Linked DNA regions of Sus scrofa: region 1 is linked to region 2. The links are chromatin contacts, called in public promoter capture Hi-C maps. All regions are on one chromosome and are shown on one strand. Each heading gives the region's core, a stretch centred on a gene start, on an enhancer-like site or on the middle of the called end of the contact. The rest is flanking DNA. Distances are from core to core; before and after follow the strand shown. Region 1 holds the start of CASC4 (protein CASC4). Region 2 holds the start of EIF3J (eukaryotic translation initiation factor 3 subunit J).

What was found. Promoter capture Hi-C pulls out the DNA fragments that hold promoters and counts their contacts.
Region 1: a contact with region 2 is called in a promoter capture Hi-C map of liver, with 4 times the contacts expected there. The contact joins the promoter of CASC4 here to the promoter of EIF3J in region 2. A contact is called at or near these places in 2 of 5 promoter capture datasets (fetal liver and liver) and 2 of 2 datasets of contacts at active chromatin or transcription factors (alveolar macrophages and skeletal muscle).

The regions. Positions count from the first base shown.
Region 1 is chr1:127,236,908-127,241,002 of Sscrofa11.1, reverse strand. It overlaps CASC4 (protein CASC4), which reads left to right and starts at 2,515. Exons shown (of 10, transcript XM_021096541.1): 1 at 2,515-3,165. The coding sequence starts at 2,839.
Region 2 is chr1:127,016,921-127,020,719 of Sscrofa11.1, reverse strand. It overlaps EIF3J (eukaryotic translation initiation factor 3 subunit J), which reads left to right and starts at 1,456. Exons shown (of 8, transcript XM_003121533.6): 1 at 1,456-1,638; 2 at 1,724-1,827. The coding sequence starts at 1,590.

The sequences.
Region 1 (4,095 bases), core at 1,266-3,765, 220 kb before region 2:
CTCAAGCCGCTGCAGTTGGATTCTTAACCCACCACACCATGCTGGGAACTCCATAACATTATTAATTATAGGTCTATAGTTTATTCAAATTTCCTCAGTTTTCACCTGTCATTTACCCACTCTAGGGTCCTATCTAGGTAACTACATTACCCTCTTTTGGTTGTGAAAGTTTTTCACTTTCCTTATTTTCTATGACTGTTAGTCTGTAGGATTATTGGTCAGGTATTTTCTAGAACTATCCCTCAACTGAGATTAGTTTGATATTTTCCTCGTGATTAAATAGGGTTATGAGTTTGGGGAAGACCACAGAGTGCTACTATCATTACATCATATCAAGGGTACATATCAACATGACTTATCAATGTTGTTGTTAACCTTGATCACTTGGCTTAAGGAATAGACTTTACCTCGAATTGTTTAATGCCTAATCTAGAAGCATCTATATGAAGGCACATATGCACTGTCTTCATGATATCTCCATTAGGGGGAAGAGCTTGAAGGGGTAACCATCAAAACAAAAAAATTTTTTTCAAGCTTCAACACTGCTTTTTTTTTTTTTTTTTTAATGTCTTTTCCAGGGCCACACCCACGGCATATGGAGGTTCCCAGGCTAGGGGTTGAATTGGAGCTGTAGCTGCTGGCCTATACCACAGCCACAGCAATGCCAGATCCGAGCTGCTGCATCTGCGACCTACACCACAGCTCATGGCAACTCTGGATCCTTAACCCACTGAGCAAGGCCAGGTATTGAACCCGCAACCTCATTCCTAGTCAGGTTCGTTAACCACTGAACCACGATGGGAACTCCAACCCCGTCATTTATTAGATGTATGATTTTGAGCAAGTTACTTCCATATCTGGAAAATGGAATAATAGTACTAAGTAGATAGTTCTTTAAGCGTCTGATGAAAAAATATATGTGAATGTTTTGTAAATAATATATTTTGCATGCCAGAATTCCATAAAAAACGCTTTAGGAAAGAGTAACATCTTAAGCAGTTAACATCATTTTATAGGTTAATTTTTAACTGCTGGCTAAGCAAAGCAAGGCCAACTTCCTTATGAAGTTGAGGAAAGAACAGGTGGATCCATTACAGTCAGGGTTTTCCCATTTTTGCCTTGCTCCTTTTTGCCAAAGTCTGCTTGTCTTTTGAGACTTGAGATTTCTTAGATCTTATGCCAGAGCAAAGGGCTCAAGTTTGATGTGAAGTAAATATTAATAATGTTGGTGGTGTTTTTCTGTATCTCTGAGAGAGAAATCATCATTCTTTGAAGGTGCAATAATTCTTCCAGGCTACCCTAGGACTATTAGGCAAGTAACTTTATTTTTGAAATGGACGGGAATACTAATTATTCAAAGATGACAAATCTTCCTGCCTCAACATCATACCACTCTGATTCAAATGAAAATACCAAAGTTTTTGTGTTTGGGGGGTTTTATGCTTATGGAAGTTCTTGATCCTGAGGTCTGAAAAATAAAGGGACTCCATTTTCTCCTTAAACAGGATAGCATCAATAACTTTTAAAACTTTTATGCAAGAAATATGCAAAAGAGGTTACTTTTTCTGCATCACTGTAATTAATGGCGAACATATAGCAGCAGTCAGCCTGGTGTAATGCAAACAGCAATGATGTTAGAGACCAGTGACCAGACTCAAGACTGGTTTTGTCTCAAACAAGATATGGCACTTTGAGAAAGTTTCTGGTATATTTTTGTGTGTTGGATTCCTCATCTGTAAAACTGTGTTGTTGAGAGATAAAGAGATTAAGCATGCAAAAACAATTTGTAAGACAGCTATCACATCAACTCCAAAACGTGCTTGCTGTCAGTATCAGCGTTAAGTTATCATTCATTGTGGGCAGCTTTTGGACTTTCTACTTGGAAGCCCAGCTCCAGGCAAAAGCAGCAGTGAGTTTAAGAACAGGGGCTCACACAATTCTGGAATTCTTTCCCTTGGTGGAGGCAGTAACCTTGGAAAGCGGGCTGGAACCACCCTCTTTTAGTCCTAAAGCTTAGTTTCTCTGGCTTTTCTCCTTAATGTTCGGGGCACCGCTATTTTATGGCATTTTTTTTTTTAGTTGTTATTTTTTCCTCCACATTGTTAGCACAAGCGAGAAAATCTACTGAAGCAAGTACAAAATCTTTCCAGTCGCCCTTTCTGCCCGCAGCTCACCTATGTGTTCCCTACATAGCGGTCGCTGCCTCAGATGTCCTCAAAAACAAAAAACTCTCACGAGGGACAGAGCAGGATAGGCATTCCTAGACCCCGGGGCAAGGGAATTGAGCAGGTAAAAGCTGAAGGGGATCCGATTCAGGTACACGAGCTAACCCAAGTCGCCAAAATAAATACAACACTCTTCCTGACAGGGATAACCCTCGCGAGATAAGACTGCGAAGATCGAGAGCAGCCCACTTTCTCGCGAGAAGAGGGGGTGTTGGCGGAAACTAGGAAATGGCCCCCTTGGCGACCCGGACTCAGACAATGGGCGGGGCCCGAGTTAAATCCACCCCCTTCCGGCTCTTTTCCCCGCCTCCTAACCCTGAGGTGTTGGACCTCGGGTGCCAGCGGCTTGCTTCTCCGGTTCCGCCCAGCTGTTGCAGAATCTAATTCAAAGCCTCGGGAAAGCGCGTCGGCCGGATTTGAGGAGAGGGGGCGGGGAGGGTCCAGCGGCTTGCGGCCCCGCCCCCTTCTCCGGCTTACAGGCGGACGATTCCGCCCGCCTCCTCCTTCAGCTGGCCCTGGGGCTGCGTCCCCCAGGCAACTCGGCAGCCGCGGCCTGAGCTTCTGCCTGCAGGTGTTGGCGCTGAGGCTCCCGGGCACAGCCTGCTTCGGCTCCATGGTCGGTTTCGGGGCCAACCGGCGGGCGGGCCGCCTGCCCTCCTTCGTGTTGGTGGTCCTGCTGGTCGTGATCGCTGTCCTCGCCTTCAACTACTGGAGCATCTCCTCCCGCCACGTCCTGCTTCAGGAGGAAGTGGCCGAGCTGCAGGGCCAGGTCCAGCGCACAGAGGTAGCCCGCGGGCGCCTGGAGAAGCGCAATTCGGACCTCCTGCTCTTGGTGGACTCGCACAAGAAACAGATTGACCAGAAAGAGGCCGACTACGGCCGCCTCAGCAGCCGGCTGCAGGCCAGGGAGGGCCTCGGGAAAAGATGCGAGGATGACAAGGTAAGGACCAGTCCTCTCCCCTCAATTCCCATATATATATTTTTTTCAGCTTCGTGGTGGGGTTGTTTAGCCTGATCCCGGTTGCCTTATGCCTTCCAGAATTGCAGCCTCGGAGGCTACCCTTACCGCTAACAACCCTATTTCTGTTAGACCTTAGCCAGTTTATCACCACCACATTTTCCGGTCCCTTCCAGACGAAACTAGCTCTAAGTTCTGGTTCTCAAGAGTGGCCTGTGTGTGGATGCCGCCTTTTCTCCAAGCTCAGCTGCTGAGCTGGCAGTTGTAAACATTTGGCCTATGTGGCCGGCCGCCTTACGTTTACAGATGGACAGATCTGGAGAATGCTAGGTTTGGTGTATTATTGCCTTATCTTTTATTCCGTGCACACCGATCATTATCAATTTCTTTATTTAAAGAATGGGGCCTCCTCTAACTACTTATTATTACTTAAATATATGGTCACCATATATTTTTCGACTATCTCTATAGGGCTCTGTATTAAGCAGTTAAAGATCAGCTATTACTGCCTTTTTTTGTGACGATAATGTTCTGATGGATGGGTTCTGGAACCATATATGAGCCATACTTGTGACTTGGACATATTTAATCAAAAATTATCTACACAATTTGAATTCTTAATGAATTAGCCAAAAAGATAGAATCTAAAAATATGTTCTAAGCCAACAGTCTTATGTCATTTTCCTCACTGATATTGAAAGGAAATAAAAAAATGAAATTTTGTATGCTTAAGTAGCTATTAGGGTTGGTGTTTTACTGGGTGGACAGCCATACAAAGTTTAAATTTAAAAAGTTTAGAGCTAGACTGGAACTAGACCCGGTACTGAATAGTCTTTGTTCTCACCAGAGTATTGGGAATTATGTTATTAACTTATGAATTATAATATTAACTTCTTAACATATATAACTATA
Region 2 (3,799 bases), core at 207-2,706:
CTCATGGGTACTAGTCAGGTTCTTAACCCACTAGACCACAAAAGGAACTCCCCATCCTCAGATCTTCTTAAAAGGCAGATTCTGATTCTGGGCTGGGATCTAAGATTCTACATTTCTAACAAACTCCCAAGTGTGGCTGATCAGGAAAAAACTTTGAGTAACTGGGCTGCAGAATATCTTTTGGAAGACCATCTTTATAAAATGTGGTCTATTTGTAGACTCACTGAAAAAGATACATAAGAAATGGGGAACACTGGTTGCCACCAGAAAGAACATAATGGCTGATCATCCTATATACCCATTTGAATGAATGTTGTACCAAGTACGTATGTTACATATTCAAAACTAAGAAATTAAGAAAACAACAAAAACAAAAATATGTTTAACAGCTCACCTTTTAAAATCCTGAAGTGGAGCTCAGTGGCCCAAGCTAGGTGCAGCTTAGCTCATCTTAAACCCTTTAGTATTATAAATTTATCTTTTCAGCTTATCTCTGATTGCGCCATTCAGTCAGAACAGGGACCACAAGCATAAAAGGCACTGAACACATTTCACTTGGTTGGTCTTTAAAACTCTTTATCGGCCTCACTTACCCTCAGGTAGCCTTTCATATATCCTACCTCTCTTCTCTGCGGTTAATGCTATCCTTTTACACTAAACCTCACAATGCCTTTTTGTTGCAGTCATCTCACTGTGTCGAAATTTGTTTATATGTCTATACTTGAGTGAGCGAGGACAAGGCTAGAGCTTACGCTTAGCGCAGATCGAGTTCCGAAATTATTCTGCGAAAAGAATGAATAATGTATTGACTTCAGGGGGCTCACAGGAAGGAAAAATTCTTGAACATGGGGACTCCCTTCCATATCTTCGTGACTACCTGGAGGCAAACGTGCCAGGAGCTGACTGAACACCCTGACTGGGAAGACTGCCAGGAGCTTGGCCCTCTCTATTCGCTTCTTCCTGGCCGCCCCATGCACCACCGGCTTCCAGAGGGATCCCGCCTCGTTCCGCCAGCGACCGCACCCTCCTGGGGTCGGGGAGCCAGGCGACTGCCGCCACAGGCGGGCTCGGCGTTCAGAGCCCACTTCTGAGTGCCGCGTGGAGAGGCTGCGGGTTTCCTTGGGACCAGCCAGAGGCCAAGGGTGGCGATCCATGTGAACAGAAGGAGGGCGCACCCGACCGGTCCGGGCGGGTATGGGTTAGGATGGCAAGGGCAGGAGAGAGCCAAGCACCGGGAAAAGGACTGCCCTGCTAACTTCGCCGCACTTACATTTTTCTCCCCAGGGCGTAGGGTGGCTGCCTCCTAGCCTCTTCCTCTCTCCCCACCCCACTAGCAGACAGGACCACCCTGCTGGGTGCGTGGGGTACTGGACGCTCCGCCTCGCCCACCGCGTTCCACGCCCCCTTCCCGCCCGCGAGAGCATCGCCGCCGCCGCCGCCGCCAGAGGGGGAGGAGCCTGGGCCCCGGCGTTAAGTCAGCCACAGTCCCAGCCTGCCCCGCGCCGGCAAACGAGAGCAGATCCAGTGACTCACTGCCGCGCTAACTCCTCGCTCGCTGTCGCCTCACACACGCTCATACCCGGCGCGAGATGGCGGCGGCGGCGGCGGCAGCAGCGGCGGGGGACTCCGATTCTTGGGGTGAGGAGAAGTTCCGGGGGTAGGCCGGGGCTGGCGCCAGCCCCACGCCCAAGCAAGCTTTAACACAGCTCGCTCTCTTCCGTAGACGCAGACACGTTCTCCGTGGATGACCCAGTGCGGAAGGTGGGGGGCGGCGGCACCGCCGGCGGGGACCGCTGGGAAGGCGAGGACGAGGACGAGGACGTCAAGGTGGGTGCGGGTCGGGGCTCCGGCCAGCGCGGGAGCGAGCTGGCGCCGTCGCGGGCCGGGGTGCTCGCCGAGGGGCGGTCGGTCGGACGGACTCTGGGCCCAGAGGCGCCGCCCCGGCCTGCGGGCTGTGGGTCTAGGCGCAAGCGTAGGGCCTGGTGGTGCCCTGTTCCCCTCGCTCGCCGGCCCTGGGGGCCGGAGGCCGATAGCGTGGTCTCTCGGATTTCCTTGGCGAGGACGCCAGCCCCATCCCTTTGAAGGACCGCACTCCGGCCTGGATCCCACTCGCCAACTGGCGACGGGAGGTGACAGCAGAGGCTGGACCGGCCCACGTGCAAACTTCGCGGTCCGGAGCTGCTCTTCAGTGGTGAGACTGGGAAGTTGAGGATGGAGCCTCTGGCTTATCCCATATGGAAAGTCTTGCACCCCATTGCTTTTTCGAGCTCAGGTTTCCCCAGGCCAGTAACTCATTTACATCCCAAGCTTCATTTGAAGAGTTTGTTCGAGCTGTTAGAGGAGTGAAATATTATGATTTAATTTCAGCCACCTTTTTTTCCCCCCACGCAAATGAAAGAATTTTTAGCTTCCTTTCTCCCACCCTATGGTAAAAGGGTGAACTGAGTATTGAGATAGCTAGCAGTTAGTGGTCAGAAACCTGGGTAGTCCACACAGCGACCTGAAAAATGGAGAGGTTTACAGAGTGAGTTTTTAATAACCTACACACGAAAGCATAAGGAAATAATGAAGATTTGAAGGTTGGAGAAGACGAGGGAGACAGTGATTTTTTGTGTGTTTTTCCTATGCCTTATAGATTTGAACCCAACTTACTCTCGCTGTTTGTTTATGAAAACTCCTGGGGGCTCATCATAAGACTTCAGATGACATTATGACTACTGCGTTTTGTTTTTGTTTTTGTTTTTGTTTTCAAGTATCTACAGAGTCTCAAGGGTGGAATGTTAAGACTTATTAACTAAGTTCTCAAATACTTCATTTTTGTGAAAATCAAGTTTTGTATGATTTGGAAATTTTTTTTATGGTTTTGATTCATTTGGTGAATGTTTACCCTTCAGCTCACTTTGACAACCCTACAAGTCCTTCTGCTTGTGTTGAAAAAAATTTAAGCTAGATAATCACTATGAGCTTCATATTAATATTGCCTTTTTTAGATTGTACCCTTTTCTCCTGAATCTGATGAGGTGGATGTTCAATTCATTGAATTGCCTGAGGTTCAAGTATGATTTGAGTTTTGCAGACCTTGGGATTAATAAATGAGCAATAGTATTGTGAAGATACTTAGATGCTTCATTTACATGTTGTGTAGACATGAGAATGGATTGTGTTAGCCTCATTGCAAGATACTAGTTACCTCCCTACGTGGTGGCAGATTTTCTGTCTTGAACCTTTAGTTCAGATTTATCCTTTTACTTTTTCTGTGCATAGTGGTTGTAGGAGTTAAGACATCTGTTAAGAAAATTAGGAATGAGTGAGAAGAAACAACTAGAGAAATCAGGAAAGAATTACCAAAATACGAAGTTTGAATAAAGTAGTCTGGATTAATATCATGAGGTAGCGTGCCTGAAATTATTTGATATAAATGCCATCAATCCTGATAAATACAGTTCTAGCCACTTGAAATTAATTTTGGACATTTTTAATTGGTGAGGGACCATAAAGATCATCTTGTCCAGTCATTTTTAAGTGCAGAATTTCTTTCTTTTATACAAATAGCGTACTTCTTTTACAGAAACTTTGATGTAGATCTTGGAATAGAAAGCTGAACTTGTTCATTTTATTTCCATGTTGAAATATTGGTTTATTTCTGTTTAGTTTCTCCAAAGATTTCTAAGATAAGGTATCCATGGAGTAGTTTGATTCCTGGAATTTGGAATCAGACAGACCAGAATCTATGCTGTTGTCTTGACATTTTCTATAAAGAATTTTTAAATTTTTTAAGTTTCCCAGTCTTCACAGAAGC